Linked DNA regions of Mus musculus: region 1 is linked to region 2. Evidence: chromatin contacts called from public HiChIP or PLAC-seq data. All regions are on one chromosome and are shown on one strand. The core of a region is the stretch at or near the end of the contact, and the rest is flanking DNA. Distances in the headings are between cores, read along the strand shown. Region 1 has its middle 19 kb from the start of A930014E01Rik. Region 2 has its middle 37 kb from the start of Fabp5.

The links. HiChIP or PLAC-seq counts read pairs in DNA pulled down with a chosen protein or histone mark.
Region 1: a contact with region 2 is called in an H3K27ac HiChIP or PLAC-seq map of T-cell acute lymphoblastic leukemia, with 5 times the contacts expected there. The contact joins two enhancer-like sites. A contact is called at or near these places in 1 of 484 Hi-C or Micro-C datasets (bone marrow-derived macrophages) and 1 of 115 datasets of contacts at active chromatin or transcription factors (T-cell acute lymphoblastic leukemia).

Annotation. Positions count from the first base shown.
Region 1 is chr3:10,276,125-10,281,414 of GRCm38.p6, reverse strand. It overlaps a transcript of Fabp12 not described here. Among named protein-coding and RNA genes, the nearest start is that of A930014E01Rik, 19 kb to the left of the region's middle. Within about 2 kb of position 3,829, at least 42 of the 459 cell types and tissues checked have an H3K27ac peak or open chromatin away from gene starts, as enhancers often do. A contact at or near this core is called in T-cell acute lymphoblastic leukemia, where this site is marked.
Region 2 is chr3:9,972,559-9,977,899 of GRCm38.p6, reverse strand. No RefSeq gene overlaps it. Among named protein-coding and RNA genes, the nearest start is that of Fabp5, 37 kb to the left of the region's middle. Within about 2 kb of position 3,094, at least 175 of the 459 cell types and tissues checked have an H3K27ac peak or open chromatin away from gene starts, as enhancers often do. A contact at or near this core is called in T-cell acute lymphoblastic leukemia, where this site is marked.

The DNA of each region.
Region 1 (5,290 bases), core at 2,580-5,079, 300 kb before region 2:
TGTGGCTCCTACTCAGTTGACCATGCTCAGGTAGATGGCCCTGCACCCAGAGTATATGGGCAGCACAAATGGGTGGTGATAGGTTATCCATTAAAACAAAAAGACACAAAGTTAGGGAAGGTATGAGGGGGTGGAGTTAAGGAGAAGACAGGGGGCGAGTATGATTAAAATAGATCATATGAAATTCTTGAAAAATTAATACAAATATTAGATGAAATCTATACTCATGCGGATTCGACTCCTATAAAGTTTCTAGAAATTTGCAATAATGCAGAGGACTTGCAGTGTGCCAGTCAGGCCAATGCTGACCATCAGAAGTTGGCTCAGTAATTTCTGGACCATCTCCCCCTTTAGCCCCCTTTCACTGTTGGAGTATTTCACAAATTATGAGAACAAGGGTCTATCCTATGCTCACCATTGCATTCCAAGCATCCCCCAGAGTGTGGGACTTAGGAGGGTAGGGAATCCGCACTGACTGAATGACTGGATGACTGAAGTGGATCTCACAGGAGGAAGAGCGTGTGGAAGAAAACCGACAGATGCAGGCAAGTTAAAAAGGCAAGCTGGACACTTTGAAGACAGGCACAATTTGCTACCAGCAGGAGGGCCACAAAGCAGAGCAATAAACATACATCCCTGCAAAACCACTTTTGAAACAAATCTGTGGCTAGCAGTTTCTCCTTCTACTGGTAACATCTGAGCAATTGCTTATCCAGTCTCAGCTATGAGCAGTCTTTGAAAACCAACTTAAGGCTGTACGTTGTAACTGTAGTCCCTATTCCTCCTCCCCTCTTCTAAGTCTTTTTTATAAATAGAATCTCTAGTATACACTCTTACTGCCTTAGGCTCCTGTGTTGGGATTGCAGGAATCTATCGTTATGCTCAGCTTCTTGCTGTTTTTGTTTTAACCATTATTTATTGTTATTATTATTATTATTAAATACCACTACTATTTGTTATTATTTTATTTATATAACTTCATCTTATTAAGCTTTGGATTAACATACAAAGTAATGAGTTTCATTGTGGTATTTTCACATACACTTGCACACTTGCACACTCACACACGCACTACAAACTCATCACAGTTTATTTTTATTTCTTCCCTCTTTCTCACTGGCTTCTCCCAGGGTCCCCTTCAGTCCCCCAGACATTTTCCCTCTGCTTTCCTATCATAGCTCTTCTATTACCCTTTCTCTGCTTCCCTTCTGCTTTACAGAATTACTTATTTAGTGTTTTCATCTGTATAAGTATGTGCCTGGGAGGCTATGAAACCGTGTGCGTTTCAGGAGTCCATGGAGGGAGAAGTGGGATTACAAGCAGTTGTGAGCCCCTGCTATGCTGTAGATGCTGGGAACCAAGCCTTGGTCCTCTGAGAGAGCATTGAGAGCTCTCAGCCACTGAAGCTTCCGTCCAGCCCCGCCCTGCTGTTTTAATCCTTAAGTCTAAAATCCTGGACAATTTTTTATGGTTATTTCATCAGAAGACAGATCCAGAGTCTAACATGATCTCAGAACATGCAGGTGCCTTCACGAGGACCCAGAGCCCCATTACTCAGCACTATATTCCACCTTTTCTTTGTCTTCAAACTTGGATAATTTGTTGGATCTTGTTGTAACAATGAGGTAACCACGCTTAGGCACACTTCCAATTCCAACTAGTTACATGTTCCTCAATAGCTGCTTCTCAGGGTAGGGGATATCAGCTTAAAGGGAAAAGGACCATAGGAGAGCTCCCAGCATACACTACTGCTGCTGCTTCCTCTTCCTCTCCCTCTTCTTCTTCCTCCTCCTCCCCTCCCCCTCCTTTTTGTGGAGAGTGTCCAAGGGTAAGCTTTTCGGTTTATCTGAAAACATCTACAGTTTCCGGTAGGTAAAGACTAAGTTCTTTAGCCATCCCATCAGGTCTTCCTTCAGTGTATTTGGCCATCTTCCTAGCATTTCTTTCTGTGTATTTTAGATTTTAGACTTTTCTATATTAGGGAGAAGAGTTCATTTACACAATTATGAATGTATAAGACTAAAATTTGTAGCATTATATCAGCAAGCTGGAAACACAAAACAAACTGAAAAACAAACAAACAAATAAAACCAAAACAAAAACCAAATAAGATCAAACCAAACCAAACAAACAACCAAACAAAAAATACCAGCAGCAGCAACAATAACAACAACAATGGAACCTGCCTCTGAGATCAGAAGGCTGACTGATGGCCAGAATTCCTCCTTGCTTGGTGGAGGAAATCAGTGTTAGTCCTTTGCTCCATCAAGTGATTAGATGAGGTCAGTAAAAGTAATCTGATTTATGCAAAGTCTGTTCATTTCATTGTTGATGTCACCAAAGAGAACTTTTATTCTTTCTAACGCTCGCTCACACAGTGAAGGAAAGCTCTTGGGTAGAGTGTAATTTCGTGAGAGGAACTATTCCTGTGTGCTCCATGGGGTGACCTGTGTGCTCCATGGGATGACCTGTGTGCTCCATGGGATGACCTGTGTGCTCCATGGGGATGACCTGACTGTGAATCTTCTAAGAGAAATTCCCGTGCTCAGGCTTTGCTCTCAGTCTGATTTTGTTGCCATGGTGAATAATGGTCACTCATGTTTGAAAAGGCTTTCAGGCGATTCTAGCATGTTCTCTGCCAGGCCTGCAGATTGTGTTCACAGAGAAAGAAAGGAAAGGAAAGCTCTTTTCTTCTTTTTGTGCCGTGGTGTATCCCAGATATTGAGCGACACTGGACCTGCAGACAACCCACACGTATCTGAGTACATCCACCATTTCTCTACTTTGTGCACTATGGATTCTTGGAAGGCTCACTTCCTTCACTAATCTCACTCTTCCAGACTTATAAAATGGGGATAATACTAAACCTATTAATGGAGGTAGTTTTGAATGATATAAGAAATGGGGGAAAACACACACTAGATGCTCATAAAAGTAAAAACCTTCTCATTCCAAACTTTGGCTTCAGTCAGTTGCACAAGACTCAAAGCATGTCTGAAACATGTCTCCAGTGAATCCAGGATTTATGGACAATTAACCAATGGACACAGGAGTGAGTGAGCACAAGGGGTAAAGCCTGACAGTTTCTGTCTTAACCACAGCTTTTGGGGTCTACTATTGCACTCTGGGGCACAGGTAAAACAGTAACTGTAAATTGCAGGAAGTGTTGCAATCAGGTTTCTTAAAATGTTTCTGCCAGAACCTGCTGAATTAAACAAGAACAGTGGCCTCTCTTGTTAAAGAGAACACATAGTAATTAAGACGCTGGAATGAGTCAGATGAACTAGCTTGGTTGAAGCCTTGCTTGCAAGAGCATGCTTGATTTTTCACTGACATCAGGGACACTGAATTCAGTGTGTAAGGCAGGAGCTAAATGGGAGGAGGGAGAAAGAGACATACAAATAGTCCTTTCGTTTAACTATGGAGTGTGATATCTATATTTGTCTATGGAGTGCATGTGTTACACACACACTTTGGTAACATGCTCTGTCACACTTGTGATGTTAAAGAAAACCTGATCCACATGACAGGACCCTTAGCAAGTGAAACGTTACTTCTAATGCTACATTATTGCTAATATTCAATTTTAGTTTTCTTCTGCCTTGATAAGAAACCTGGAAGTCCCTGATTACCCTCTTTTTATTCTTCCTCATTGTATGCAGAAAACAAACACAAAGGAACAAGTGAGTTTCTCCAACGAGCACTCATACATCTGTTTGAACAAGCAATCCCCCAGAGGGAAAATGCTGTACTCTGTGGTCTTGCTTCAAAGGAAGCCTTGGTGTTCTGTGACTCAAGGAGGGCAAGTGGAGGCAGGCAGCTGTCCAATCCAGAGGAGTTCAGTCAACATGGAGGAGGTGGGGACATCCATCACAGAGAGCAGGGGACGGGAGGCTCTGGGCTTGCCATTTCTCAGAGGTGTCAGCTGAATGAAAAGTGATGTCAGGAACTCTGGAGGCACAGCTGATAACATGCTGGATCGTAGGCCTTACTGTAGACATGGCCTAGACCTGCCAGGTGAGCTGGGTGCTGTGAGAATTGGTGTCTGGATTATTTTGACATCGTCTTACAACCTGTGTACTACATACATTCTTTGCATTCATTGGAAGAGTTTTTCCCACTCCTGGGATCCGTGTCCGCAGACAGTCCCAGCTCATTCCCACCCCAATGCAGTTTTCAAACTGAGGTCATTACAGACCCAAATGACTTCTTCCAAAGTGTGAGACGGGGAATGCAGAAAAACCTGATTTTACACATTTTTTCCCCATGCCTGAGAAGGATAATCTAGGGCATATGCCATGTGTTGTGGTAGCATCTGGGTTTCTGCTTTTGGTATTTTAAATTTCATTTTATTTTAGAGGCAGGGTCTTGCCTTATAGACACAGGGTCTTTACATAATATGTTCTGGTCTGTGCCTCTTGTTCCCCTTTGCCTCTGCTTTCTGAGGACTGAAATGACAGGCACAAATCACCACAACCTGTTGGGACATCTTGTAGTCAACCTATTTCCTCAAAGAAATGTGAGGCTTGGATTTATCTGTAGAGTGTTATGTGTTCAGAGGTGTTCAGAGCTGAAGTCACAGGCTGGGGAGTGGGAAGATGGCCTGTTCCTTTTGAACATCATCTCTGTACCACTCCCGGTTCATTCTCCCAAGTTCACAGGGAGGGGACATCTTTGCTTCCTTCTTCTTCTAGAACTTGTTCCCTTGTCTCACATATTGTTCATACACAAACCCTCCCCTGCTCTACCAACCTCCATTCTGACAGCTCTCCCTGTGTCCGGTCCCTGTTTTAAATGGACCCCTGCTTCTGCCTCCCCTACAGCAAATTCAGTTTGAAAGTTGCTTTGGAGGTGGTCAGAATGAAAAGGAGCTGGGTATGCACAGAGCACAGGTGTGGGCGCTAGAACATCTGCATAGCAGCCCAATCCTCCGTCCATGGTGACCCAGCACAGGTGTGGGCACTAGAACATCTGCATAGCAGTCCCAGTCCTCCGTTCACGGTGACCCAGCACAGGTGTGGGCACTAGAACATCTGCATAGCAGCCCCAGTCCTCCGTTCATGGTGACCCAGCACAGGTGTGGGCACTAGAACATCTGCATAGCAGCCCAGTCCTCCGTTCACTGTGACCCAGCACAGGTGTGGATGCTAGAACAACTGCATAGCAGCCCAGTCCTCCATTCATGGTGACCCAGCCTCAATTCCTAGAGGCTTAAGTGAGTTCTTCAGTCTGACAGCACTGAACAACAGTATTTTCCAACAGATCTCTATTTTCTAGCTGTGAGTATGTG
Region 2 (5,341 bases), core at 1,845-4,344:
AGTTATCACAGAGAAAGGAGCTTCGGTTGGGAAATGCCTCCATGAGATCCAACTGTAAGGCATTTTCTCAATTAGTGATCAAGGGGGAAAGGCCCCTTGTGGGTGGGACCATCTCTGGGCTGGTAGTCTTGGTTTTATAAGAGAGCAGGCTGATCAAGCCAGGGGAAGCAAACCAGTAAGTAACATCCCTCCATGGCCTCTGCATCAGTTCCTGCTCCCTGACCTGCTTGAGTTCCAGTCCTGACTTCCTTTGGTGATGAACAGCAGCATGGAAGTGTAAGCTGAATAAACCCTTTCCTCCCCAACTTGTTTCTTGGTCATGATGTTTGTGCAGGAATAGAAACCCTGACTAAGACAAATTGGTACCAGCATAGTGGGGTATTCATGTGACAACCTGACCATGTCTTCGGGAGGACTGTAGAAGGACTTTGGAACTTTGGGCCAGAAGATCCATTCGGTGTTAAAAGCTCTGTGGGATGTTGTGTAGGAGCTTGGAAGATAATGTTGAAAACAGTGCAGAAAATGGAGGCCTGGCTTGTGAAATTTCAGAGGGAAATTTAAAGATGCTTTTCAAGGCTCTTGCTATTTTGAATTGTGAAGATTCTGTAGTTCTGGTTAGCTGGGGCTGAAGAATCAGCTGTAATTAAAAGATACTAGAACTACTAAAGTAAAACCTTTGCATTACTGGGACTATTGATGCTGGTTAGCTGGAGCTAAGAAATTAGTGGTGATTAAGAAGAGACCAGCATCACTGAGGTGAAATCTTCTGGGAAGTGCTTTCTGAGAGCACAGAGGCTGTGTTCCAGAGATAGCCAAGGTTGTATCTTGTGCTGTGGATGGACTCAATAATGTGTAAGAGTTACTCAGGTGGTACTGGTTTTGAAGGCATGAAGGGATCACACAGAGCAGCTGAGGCTCAGCACTGCCTCAGTGCCATGGAAGGCCGTTGGTGAAGATGCAGCCTCAGTTGCAATTGACACCCCAGGACTGAAGGGGTCATGCAGTGTTTTGGAGATGCCAGTACCATGAGATGACCACCAAGAGCAGCAGCAGTGGAGTACAGGCATCTGGAGCCTAGAGGACATGTGTGTGCTACAAAGGGCATGGCTGGAGAAGTGACCCCTAGCCCTTGGAGAAGCCCAGAAGATCGTGAGTTGGATCCCAGACACTGGATGGTTGGAGATTGATTTTTGCTTTTGATTGTGACTGTGCCCTGATATTTTCCCTCTTGAAGGAAGAAACTATTTTAGTGGAGCCCACAGTTAAGAGACTTTTAATTGTAAAAAGACTTTGGGTTTTAAAAGAGATGGATATTTTAAAGAGATTGAAAATTTAAGAATATGTAAAGACTGTGGGACTTTTAAAGTTATTAGATCTTGGGGATGAATAAGAATGTAAGGGTTTAGGCTTACTAGTGATGTGTTTGTGTGTCAAGTTGACAAGGGGTCAATTGTACTGCCTAGTTTTATGTCAACTTGACACAGCTGGAGTTATCACAGAGAAAGGAGCTTCAGTTGAGGAAATGCCTCCATGAGATCCAACTGTAAGGCATTTTCTCAATTAGTGATCAAGGGGGAAAGGCCCCTTGTGGGTGGGACCATCTCTGGGCTGGTAGTCTTGGTTTTATAAGAGAGCAGGCTGATCAAGCCAGGGGAAGCAAACCAGTAAGTAACATCCCTCCATGGCCTCTGCATCAGCTCCTGCTTCCTGACCTGCTTGGGTTCCAGTCCTGACTTCCTTGGTGATGAACAGCAGTATGGAAGTGTAAGCCAAATAAATCCTTTCCTACCCAACGTGTTTCTTAGTCATGATGTTTGTTCAGGAATAGAAACCCTGACTAAGACACCAAGTAACCTTGCTTTCTGTTGCTTCTGTTCTTGTGTTTGCCTCCTGCCATCTGATTATCTCAAGTGCTGCTGCCCTCAATATATCTGATTGGAGCCTGTCCTTCCTGTAATTCCAGTTGATTCAGGACTCCTCAGAGTCCAGCTTTCTCTGTGATCCTGTGATTCCAGAGCTTGTAAACCTGAGATTCTGGGTGTGTCAGAGTTCTTGGCAGTCAAGCTTCCTCTGAGACCCTCAGATCCTGGTGTGACCAAGCTCCTGGGATGCTGTGATCCTGGAATCCTAAGATCCTTGGCCTGTTACAGTACTTGGAAGTGGAGTCTCTTCTGGAGACTGTGGGGCTGTCTTGTGTGTTTGAAACCAAGGTGTACCAGCACTAAGCAGAAGGAACCTGAACTGCTGGTCAGGCAGGGCTCCTGTGTCCTTGCTCCTGCTATCACAGGCCCGTCACGGTCAGTGATTCTAAGATCCTGGATGTGCTAGAGCGCCTTCGGCGTGGAGAGTCCTCTGGGGAGCTCCGGACCATCCGTCCAGTTGGCACCCAAGGTCTCTTCAGCTTTTTACAAACAGGCCATATGGTGCCATGACTCAGATTTAGGAACTCTGCAGATTTGCATGCCACCCCAGCTACTACATGGAGATTCATGCTGGCTAGCTCAGAACAGGTCAGAGTTACTGTCAGCATGATCCCAGGGAAGAGTTCTTGAGCTCGGAGCTACCCCTCTGTTGTCTTTGAGAATGGGAGACAGTCAGTCTTTCACTGGCCCTCATTCTAGGACTTCTTCCCTTGGGTGAGATTCCCTCTCCTTTTGAGACAGTTTCTTTCTCTCTGCTGAGAAATTTCCAGGCTTGGGTAAACTGCTCTCTCTGGCTCAGGAGCACGGGCGCCAAGCATTAGCCCTCAGGCCCCCACGTGATGACCTGGCCGTCTGGCCTAGGCTGGAATCTCTCTTGGGTTGTTAATGCCCTCAGGACACTGGTAGGGGCAGTTAATAACCCTTTTCTCTCACTTGGGGTCAGTCTTAGTGGGATGTCTTGGTCTAAAGCAATATCTGCATGGCAACTAGACTGACACTTTCTCTCTAGGGACCCATAGTCTCTTTCCCCTACCCCTCCCTCATTTGCAGTCTGCTGCAGCCACTAGTTCAGCCAGTTCACCTAAAAAAATGGGTCTGGCCCCACCCCTTGCGTCCTGCCAGGGCCCCCATCTGTGAGACTTGCTTTCCCACTTGCGAGAGCACACTAGGGAGCCCCTCCCTCCCTCCCTCTTTCTCTTTCTCTCTCTCCCTTCCTGCCGGGGACTTATAAAATGATGTCTAGCTGCGCCACAAGAATAACGTGCAGGTCGCTGGAATACAGAACAGACTACTTTGGGGGCTTCTCGTCCCCCACCCACCACGGACTCCTTCTGCCGAAGCACTGGGCCACAACTTCTGGCTGCTAGTAGGAAGTCCCACCCCATACCCGGTCAAAGTAAACAGACTTCCTGCTGCCTCTGCCTAGAGCCACTGCTGCCTGACACACTGTTCCCACTGCTGCAGCAGCTTGCAACCACCACCCCGCCCGTTCAGCAGCAGGAGCGCACACGCCATTATCGTGGCTCCTAGCAATCTGTACTCAGGGCTACAGGCTATGTACCCGTTCCACTCCACCTGAGTGCACGCCTGGTACCTCAACTGCACACGTACATGCATGCACCAGCCACTCCCTCGCTCCGCAGACTAACCATTCCCACGGCTTGCCTGCCAGCTTTAAACTTTCATTCCTGTCCTGTCTTGATCGATGGTGTCTTTTACTACTGCCATTGAATGATAGTGTGCTCTATTCAGATATAACCAATCGATATAGCCCTCCATCTTATCAGAAGTCTGCTAATTATTAAGATTATTACAGACAGAATTCCCGACGCCTCTAACAGTTAACCCCACCAGGTCTCAGAAGATGAGGACACAACTACAAGATACTGCTGAGATTGTGATATGATAATAACTGAAAAATGCAGTGGACAAAAGTGGATGCTCTGAGTCAAATGACTTAGCTAAATCAAGGTAAACCATTTCTCATATCACACTTATCCATTCCACAGAGAAAAGGCCCTGTGTCTTCTGCTCTTGAAAGCCAGACTGACTGCCCATGTTGCCATGGAGACCGTGGAGAGCACGGGGACTCTTAGCTAGTGGACTCTGTCATTTTTTAAATAATATGACTGGTAGATTATTCTTTCTCACACTTCCGACTACACTGACAGCTAAGCTAACTGTAGCTTGACAGCTAGAAAAAGCTTCCCCAGATGTCATCTGTTATCTCCTTACCTAAACTCTGTTTCCATTCATTAAATGCTTCATGTTTCCTCTTCTTGCTATGCCACTGCCCTAATATTATTCAAGTTCTTATAAACTTGCCTAATTCTAACACAACATTCCACTATACTATCCAACTTTTTAATCACAGATTCTTGTTCCTTCTGACTCACAAAAGGCTCATCTTAAAGACTATTCATGGTGTTAACTCTTGTTGTTATCTCTTTTGTAAATTTATAAGCTGGAGGAAACCCACTCAGATCTACCTCTCATGGACCAGATAGACTCCACTCAGATAAGTCCATCTGCCCAAAGTTCCCTCTTACTACTTATTATTCCAGAGGGTGGGATTCCTCTGGGATTCAACTGTACATCTAAGAAAAAAAAATTTTACTTTCTCCCAAGCACACTTAATCTTATTCTCTACCTATAATAATGTGTTTCAACACCCTGTCAAGTCCAGGCGCTTACTACACCCAGGACAGCTCCACAGAGGCAGCCTCCAGATGCTCCATCTCCTGTCACAGACACAGACGCGTCTAATACACCCAGGACAGATCCACAGAAGCAGCCTCCAGGTGCTCCATCTCCTGTCACAGACACAGATGCGTCTAATACACCCAGGACAGCTCCACAGAGGCAGCCTCCAGGTGCTCCATCTCCTGTCACAGACACAGACGCTTCCACTACACCCAGGACAGCTCCACAGAAAGCCTCCAGATGCTCCATCTCCTGTCACAGAGACAGACGCTTCCACGACACCCAGGACAGCTCCACAGAAACCCTCCAGATGCTCCATCTCCTGTCACAGACACAGACGCGTCTACTACACCCAGGACAGCTCCACAGAAGCAGCCTCCAGATGCTCCATCTCCTGTCACAGACACAGACGCGTCTACTGCCTTTGTTCCTTCTGACCTATCCTCAGATGGCTCCACAGACTCTGGACAGCAGAAAACAGCCCACTCTCTCCTAAAACTGGACAAACATCCCCCATACCCTTTTTTCTAGGTTCCCTAGAGACACGTCGCCCCCAAAGCCAGCCGGAAGTAGTCAGATATCACAATGATCCTATTCCTGCTTCACCATCGCCTCTTTCTAATTTTTTCTTTCTTAATTAAACCAAAATGGAAGAATGTTAGCATTCTGTCTAACCTCCACCCCACAGTTACCTAGCAAGGTAAGTAGGTAGCCTG